Regions from separate parts of the Hordeum vulgare genome. Here region 1 is linked to region 2. A link is a contact called in public Hi-C data. All regions are on one chromosome and are shown on one strand. Each heading gives the region's core, a stretch centred on a gene start, on an enhancer-like site or on the middle of the called end of the contact. The rest is flanking DNA. Distances are from core to core; before and after follow the strand shown. Region 1 holds the start of LOC123444443 (katanin p60 ATPase-containing subunit A-like 2). Region 2 has its middle 170 kb from the start of LOC123444442.

The links. Hi-C and Micro-C count contacts between places; a contact is called where the count stands out from the background.
Region 1: a Hi-C map of leaf shows a contact between it and region 2, with 3 times the contacts expected there. The contact joins the promoter of LOC123444443 here to the enhancer-like site in region 2. A contact is called at or near these places in 3 of 6 Hi-C or Micro-C datasets (leaf and seedling) and 1 of 1 datasets of contacts at active chromatin or transcription factors (embryo).

The regions. Positions count from the first base shown.
Region 1 is chr3H:493,358,769-493,362,049 of MorexV3_pseudomolecules_assembly, reverse strand. LOC123444443 (katanin p60 ATPase-containing subunit A-like 2) reads right to left here and starts at 1,835. Exons shown (of 12, transcript XM_045121151.1): 1 at 1,699-1,835; 2 at 1,462-1,578; 3 at 1,289-1,344; 4 at 455-520; 5 at 268-375. The coding sequence starts at 1,701.
Region 2 is chr3H:493,179,576-493,183,048 of MorexV3_pseudomolecules_assembly, reverse strand. No RefSeq gene overlaps it. Among protein-coding and RNA genes, the nearest start is that of LOC123444442, 170 kb to the right of the region's middle. Within about 2 kb of position 2,213, at least 3 of the 3 cell types and tissues checked have open chromatin away from gene starts, as enhancers often do. A contact at or near this core is called in leaf and seedling, where this site is marked.

The DNA.
Region 1 (3,281 bases), core at 586-3,085, 180 kb before region 2:
AAAGAAAGTTGAGCAATAATTTATTAGAAAAGAGAAAATCATCACACAAAATTCATATGATACCAGGCATCTATGCCGTTCTGCGAAAAAAAGACCTTCACTACCTTCTCGAATTTATTACTTACTTGGAAGAAGGAAAATCATCACACAAAGAAGCTGAGAACCTTAGATACCACTAGCAAAGGGCATAATGATGGTACAGTTGAACACACTATGAGGTCATGTCCAAAGAATAACTTTAATCTTATCATAAAGTAGAAACCTTACTTTGGGTACTTTATGGGCATGACAACTGCCTCTTTTAGGAGGCGTTTTGCTGTCTCTAGTCCCTTGATGCTTTCCCATTGCACATCTGGGCTCCCTCGGATAATATCCCTGAAAGGAGGACAAGTCAATAGCTAGAAAATGTCATCCCTAATTCTTTGAGCATATGTGAAGCTTAATTACTCCTTACCGCAACAATGTCTCTGCTAAATTACGCATTTCAGCTGACTCAAACTGAGGTAGGAGAGGCTTCTGACTGCAAAAGTAACCTCCATAATTGTAATGTTCAAGAAGAGCAAATATTTTGAATAACTAAGATTTGAGCATGCAAAAATATGTTTCAGGAAGAGCGAATGTTGAAATTGAAGTGAAACATAGTGGCAACTTAGGACTTTCCGTATGTTAGTTTGCCGTGCTGGTTTAAAGATTTTTCGATGATGACACTTTTTCTTTCTTTCCGTGGACAATTACCATATGCCAAATAGCACAAAGATATGAAAAGAACTGAACCTGTGTTGGACTTTATTAGACAGGAAACAAGAAACCGTTAATGATTCAAGTTATGCTCCAGCTAAAATCCACAAAATCATGCCCAAAATTGTCCCCTTAAAGACATGTACCTGGTAGCACCAACAGCACCAATCCTAGATGGTTTCAAAATTCTCTTGCAAGACATATTTTAAACTACTTCCACAACTCTATAGGTAAGATGTCCAGCCCAACATGGCCAGTTAGTAAGGTTTGACACCCAAAAATGTTAATCTCCAGTTGAACTAGGGGCACGTCCGATGCAGCCGACCCCTTCAAGGGAACTGCATTGTGGCACTAATGCATTCAATCATACAATCCCAAGAGGCCAAAACAATTAGAACTCTCTACCTATTCCACAACAAACACATGCCGACAAACCAGTAGCTTTCACTCAGTCAACCCCCTCATATTTGGCACCAAAATTAATGCTGAAAGCTACAGCTCGAGATCTGATAACACCAGCATTAAAACAAAAAACGACGAAATGTCTCACATAACATCAGCATTCCCATCGCGAATCGCCGCGGCGCGCATCTCCGGCTGCCTGGCCTGTAACAGCAAAGATACGATTGTGGATCAAGGGAACAGGGCCAACCAAGAACACCTACATGCGCGTAATCGATCGCCAAAGAAGCCAGCGCGCACACAAACGCACAGGGCACGGACCTGCTGCTCGTACTGCTCGTAGATGGCCAAATCGGCGGTCCTCTTCTTGACGCCCCCGTTGGCGTGCCCGTTCTGCTCCGGCTCCTGCTTCTTGCCCCCGAAGAACGCCCTCAAATCCTGAAAAGAAGGCGGAGAAAACGAGGTGATGATCGCGAGAGCCAAGGCGCGGGCTCACGAGATGCGAGGGAGGAGGAGCAAGCGAGCGGGGCTAGAGAAGTGTGTCTGAGTGAGGCGCACCATTGCTTGGATCTGCCGGCGGCGTCTGCGGGCGCCGGAGGGGAGAGTGAGAGCGAGCGAGTCGGATGGTGTGCTGTTCGTGAGCTCGCTCGGACTCCCCGGAGAATCGGAGGGGGGGCCGGACAGAGACTAGTACCAGCGGTTGGTTGCCGGAGAGTGGGACCCGCACCGATTTGTCGACATGCCATCCACGCCCCGGGCGGATCTGGATCCACGCGGATACTGTACTATTTTTCCGCACATGCGCTCGCCACATGTAGCGCATGGGATCCTCTCGTGGACTCACCAACCACACCACCAGAACTCTCTCCTGTAACCAAGTATTCTTTTTTCCCTTTCTTTCTTTCTTTCACAAAGACAATATTGTTATAAATAAACTCATCACAGATACTAAGCATCCTAAATATAATAAATATTGCATCAAAATTCATAAACCATCAAACAACTATTACTGTAGTCATGACGAACCTCTTTCTTATAGATGCCATACTAATCTTGTTGAGGATGGACAAAAAGTCTTCGTGCACATGTCCCTAAAAACCAACGCTTTGAAGCCGATATTTAACCCTTGAATCTATCTAAAATGTATGAGATCTCACCATCGCATACATATGGTAAAAAAACTCTAACCTTGCCTCCCCAGGGACACATAAAAAATCTATGTCGAAACTACTTCGACTCCGTCCTGATGGATGAAGTCAACGAGGATTAAAGCTCGGAATGATAACTCAAAGGTGAGGCATCGCCATCCGCCCAAATGCTACCCTTGCAAGGACTAAAAATCTCTAACATAAATTACTTGTCAGAGCACACGCATTGGGGTTCCATTCCCCTTCATTGGTCGCAGAGTGATAGGTAGAGGGAAAGGAAATCCACGAGCTAACCGACGGAGCCTCAAGGAGATGGATTCTTCGTCCTACTCGCCACTTTCAGGAAAGAAGAAGGGAAAGAAAATATTGGGTTCGATTCAGATATCTAAAACAATTCTCACTTGATATCAAGTAAAAGTCTTCTCAAACAACAAAACTAACTCCTTTTGACCCAACTCGAAAGGGATCTTTGGTGCACCTTCTTCTCTAACATACCTTAAAACACCCCACCCTCAAATTTCTTGTTTTCATTTTTTCTCTCTTCCTCTTGTGCATGCAAACAATTTGAACTCACATTCGACATGAAAACAATTCAAACTTGTATGATACCACCACATAGAATTCAATGACATTTTTTTAAATCATACAAAAATTTGAATTTAAACATAACATGCAAAGCAAAGAGATGATCATCAAACATATAACGAAAGTTCATCCAAAATTATCACACATGGAGCATCAAATGTGACAGTACCACCCTTAAACCTGCCCATCTTTGATGTCAATACATGTCCATGAGTGCCTTCATGTGTGATATTTGTTGTTTAACAAGACCGCTAGTGTCCGTAAACATAATCTTTTACCCTTGATCCATTTTATGGGCCATCACCTCATTTCTAGTGATCATCAACTTTTCCCGCTCAATGGCAACAATGTGTTCTCTAGTGCCTTGAGCTCTATCCATCTAATTGCCTTTTCCTCGTTGGGGTCGGA
Region 2 (3,473 bases), core at 964-3,463:
TCTGCTGCTCCCCTTCCTCTCCGACTGTTATCTTGGCGCCTCGAGGGGGAGAGGAGCCCGGTTTCTCAGTCGGACGTTAGTAGTCTTAGGGTTTCTAGTTTTTTTGAGATTCCTCTATCGGTGTCATGGTGGGGCTCATGCCGATGGTCCTTCTAGGAATAATAGTCTTCTAGTCCTTGCTCCTGCTCGTTGGAGGTGTTGCTCGCACCAACGGGAGACTTGTGGATTCCAAGCTATCTGAGCCGCTTCGATCCACCATTGCGTCTTGGCATGATGGCGGGGATGGGCCGTTCTTGGAATCGAGTGGTGATGACTATTACAGATTTGCGGAAGACGGTGCAGAATCTGACCGCTTGTTGAAGGGGGGGTTGGTGTTGGCCATGGATCCGACGTTGAATAGGCTCGGATTCTTGTGCTTTTCTTCTCCAACGACGGAGAAGATCTTCGGTACAAGGTAATTGCAGGGAAGGTTGTATGCAACAGTATAACCGATTGTTCCTTCATTGTTTTTTGTTGCGTATATACGTTTTATCTTTGTATATTGTTACTTTTGTGAATACAAGTAATGTATAACTATGGATTGTGCTTTTATATGTTTTCTTTTTAGACTATCGTTGACAAACTAAATCCGAATGATTTAGAATCGGTGTGTTGTGTCGAATTTTTTAGTACCATTTTGTGAGGATAAAACAAGAGATTGTTGCACCTGATCAATGCCATCTAAATCAAGAAATTGATGCAACCTAAATCCTAACGCGGAATTGCAGATCCATATTGTCACATCAATTATCAAATAAACTAATGAAAGAGGGACTCACCACTAATTTTGTTGCGCATTGTCGTGGTCATCACGCGCAACGTGACAACTTCCACCATTGGTGTTGATCGGCTGTGACCTGCAAGGTGCGTCGCCACATGCCTTTTGCCCGCCGCCAAACATAGGCATAAGTAGTCATGTGCAATGGCAATGCCGAGGGAGTAACCTTCTAGATCCCCTCTCTTTTAACACATGACTATTGTTCAATAAATGTCGTCGAAGTTCAAAAAATATATATTCCTGTGTTGTGGGTCGGGGTGGTTGGCGTCCTCACGCCTATTCAGATGGAAAACCATAGTTGCCGCTCTTTGCTGCTGCTAGTCACGCAAACACACAGGATTTCAGAGCGAGCCATGGGATTTGGACCGGTCCCGCTAGCGTCTTTGAGTGATCCCGGTTTTAGGAACCTTCTAGAGGTTTTCAGCCACCTTTTTCCAGTTTTGAAAAACTTGTAGAAGGTTTCGTGAACCTTTTTTGTTTTGTTTTCATTTTTCTTTATTATTTTGTTCTTTTTCTCTCTCGATTTAAAAAATATTCTGGATTGTCAAAAAATGTTTTGGATTTTTAAAAATGTGTTTCGAGTTCAAAAATGCTTTTTTTTTAAAAAAAACTGGATTTTATAAAAACGTTGTGAACTTTTAGAAAATGTTTTGGATTTTCAAAAACGTTTTGGATTTTTGAAAAATGTTTGGCATTTTCAGAAATTGTACTTCAAATTCGGAAAATGTTTTCGATTTTCAAGAAAATGCTCAGGATCTTCAAAAAATATTTCGGATTTTCAAATAATATTCTGGATTTTCAAAAGTTGTTATTCAAATTCGAAGTTTTTTTTAATTCAAACATTTCTTTAAAAAAAAATATTATAACTTTGAAAAACCTTTTTGATTTTCAAAATTTATTCCCAGTTTTCAGAAAATGTTTGAGGTTTTCTAAATATGTTTTAAGTATGAGAATTTAGATTAATTTCTTGACTTAGATTGTGTTCAAACATTGTTTTTAAATGTTGAAAATTGTTCTTAAATTTTCAAAAAATGATCTTGCTTCTATAAAATGTTCCAAATTTCAAAAATAAAATCATTTTTCAAACATCATTGATAAATTGAAAAAATGTTCTGGATTTTCATAAAGTGTTCTTTAAATTCGAAAAACGTTTTTTCTTCAAATACAAAAAGAAAGAAAAATGGAGGAAAAAAGGAGCCAAAAAAGAAAATAAACAGAAGAGGAAAAAGGTAAAAGAAAATGAAAAGAAAAAAAGGAATCAAAGTTGGGCCAGCCGACTCGGGGTGCCCCCACTGTGCGGCTCGGAACTTCCTGCTGCACCGAGCAGGTAGGAGCTCCCTATTCGGATAGATGCAACTAAACAAACCGACGCACACCCATTACATCCCGGACTCAGCCCATTTACTTTTTTCAACCTTCAAAAAGTGAGGTTGTAAGTCAGGGAATTTCCTATTCGCCGCTCATTGTGGCAAATAGTCGCCGCTTCACACAGTGGGTGCGAGCGAGCGACTGGGTTTGAGCCGGCCCGTTCAAACTTTCACCGATTCCGGTTTTGGAAACCTTCTAAAGGTTTCCACTTGGTTTTTTCCTGTTTTAAGAAAACTTCTAAAAGGTTCACCGAAACTTTTTTATTTATTTTTTTTCTGTTTTTTCTGTTTCTGTTTTTGTTTCTTTTTTTTCTATTTCTGTTTCAACATTGTTCTGAATTTTCAAAAAATGTTCTGGAATTTGAAAAAATGTTTTAGGATTTGAAAAATGATCTATAGTTTGAAAAAATGTTCAAGATTTTGAAAAAACTTTCCGGAATTTGTAAAAATGTTCCAGAATTTGAAAAAATGTTCAAGATTTTGAAATAATGTTCCGAATATTGAAAAAATATGTTTCAGAATTTGAAAAATGTTCCGGAATTTGATTTTATTTTCAAGATTTTGAAAAAATGTTCCGAAATTTGTGAAAATGTTCTGGAATTTGAAAAAATGTTGCAGAATTTGAAAATCCAGATTTTGGAAAAATATTCCGGAATTTGTGAAAATGTTCCGGATTTTGAAAAAATATTCAGGAATTTGAAAAATGTTTCGGAATTTAAAACTAACCAAGTTTTTTAGGAAATGTTCCCGAATTTGTTAAAATGTTCCAGATTTTGTTAAAATATTATAGAATTTAATAAATGTTCCAGAATTTGAAAAAATGTTCCGGAATTTGAAAATTTTGCTCACATTTTCCTGTTCTTCAATATTTGTCCACAACTCTAAAATCGTTCCTGTTTTGAAAAATGATCTTTATTTCCCAAATTTAAAATATGTTCTTCATTTCTAAAACATGTCCGCTTTGTAAATGTTGTAGAAACAGAATTTTGCAGAACAATGTACTACCATTTGAAATAGTACAAGGAACAGCCAAATGTACAGTGAAAAGCGCTAAAGTAGTGAAACGGTAACAGGAACAGCCAAATGGTCAGTGAAATAGGAAAACAGTTAAACGGCCGGCGTGCAGAAACAGTGAAACGCGCAGCGCGGCCAGAAAGCTCGCCAAATTGGCTGTTTGTTCTGTGCAAAGCGATGGCTAGTTGACGCAAAACACGTCACATAGCAGCTCTCGTAAGTCAGAACCTCACCGTTTCCTTTCAAACTCAGTAACCAACTCAGAAGGCTAACCT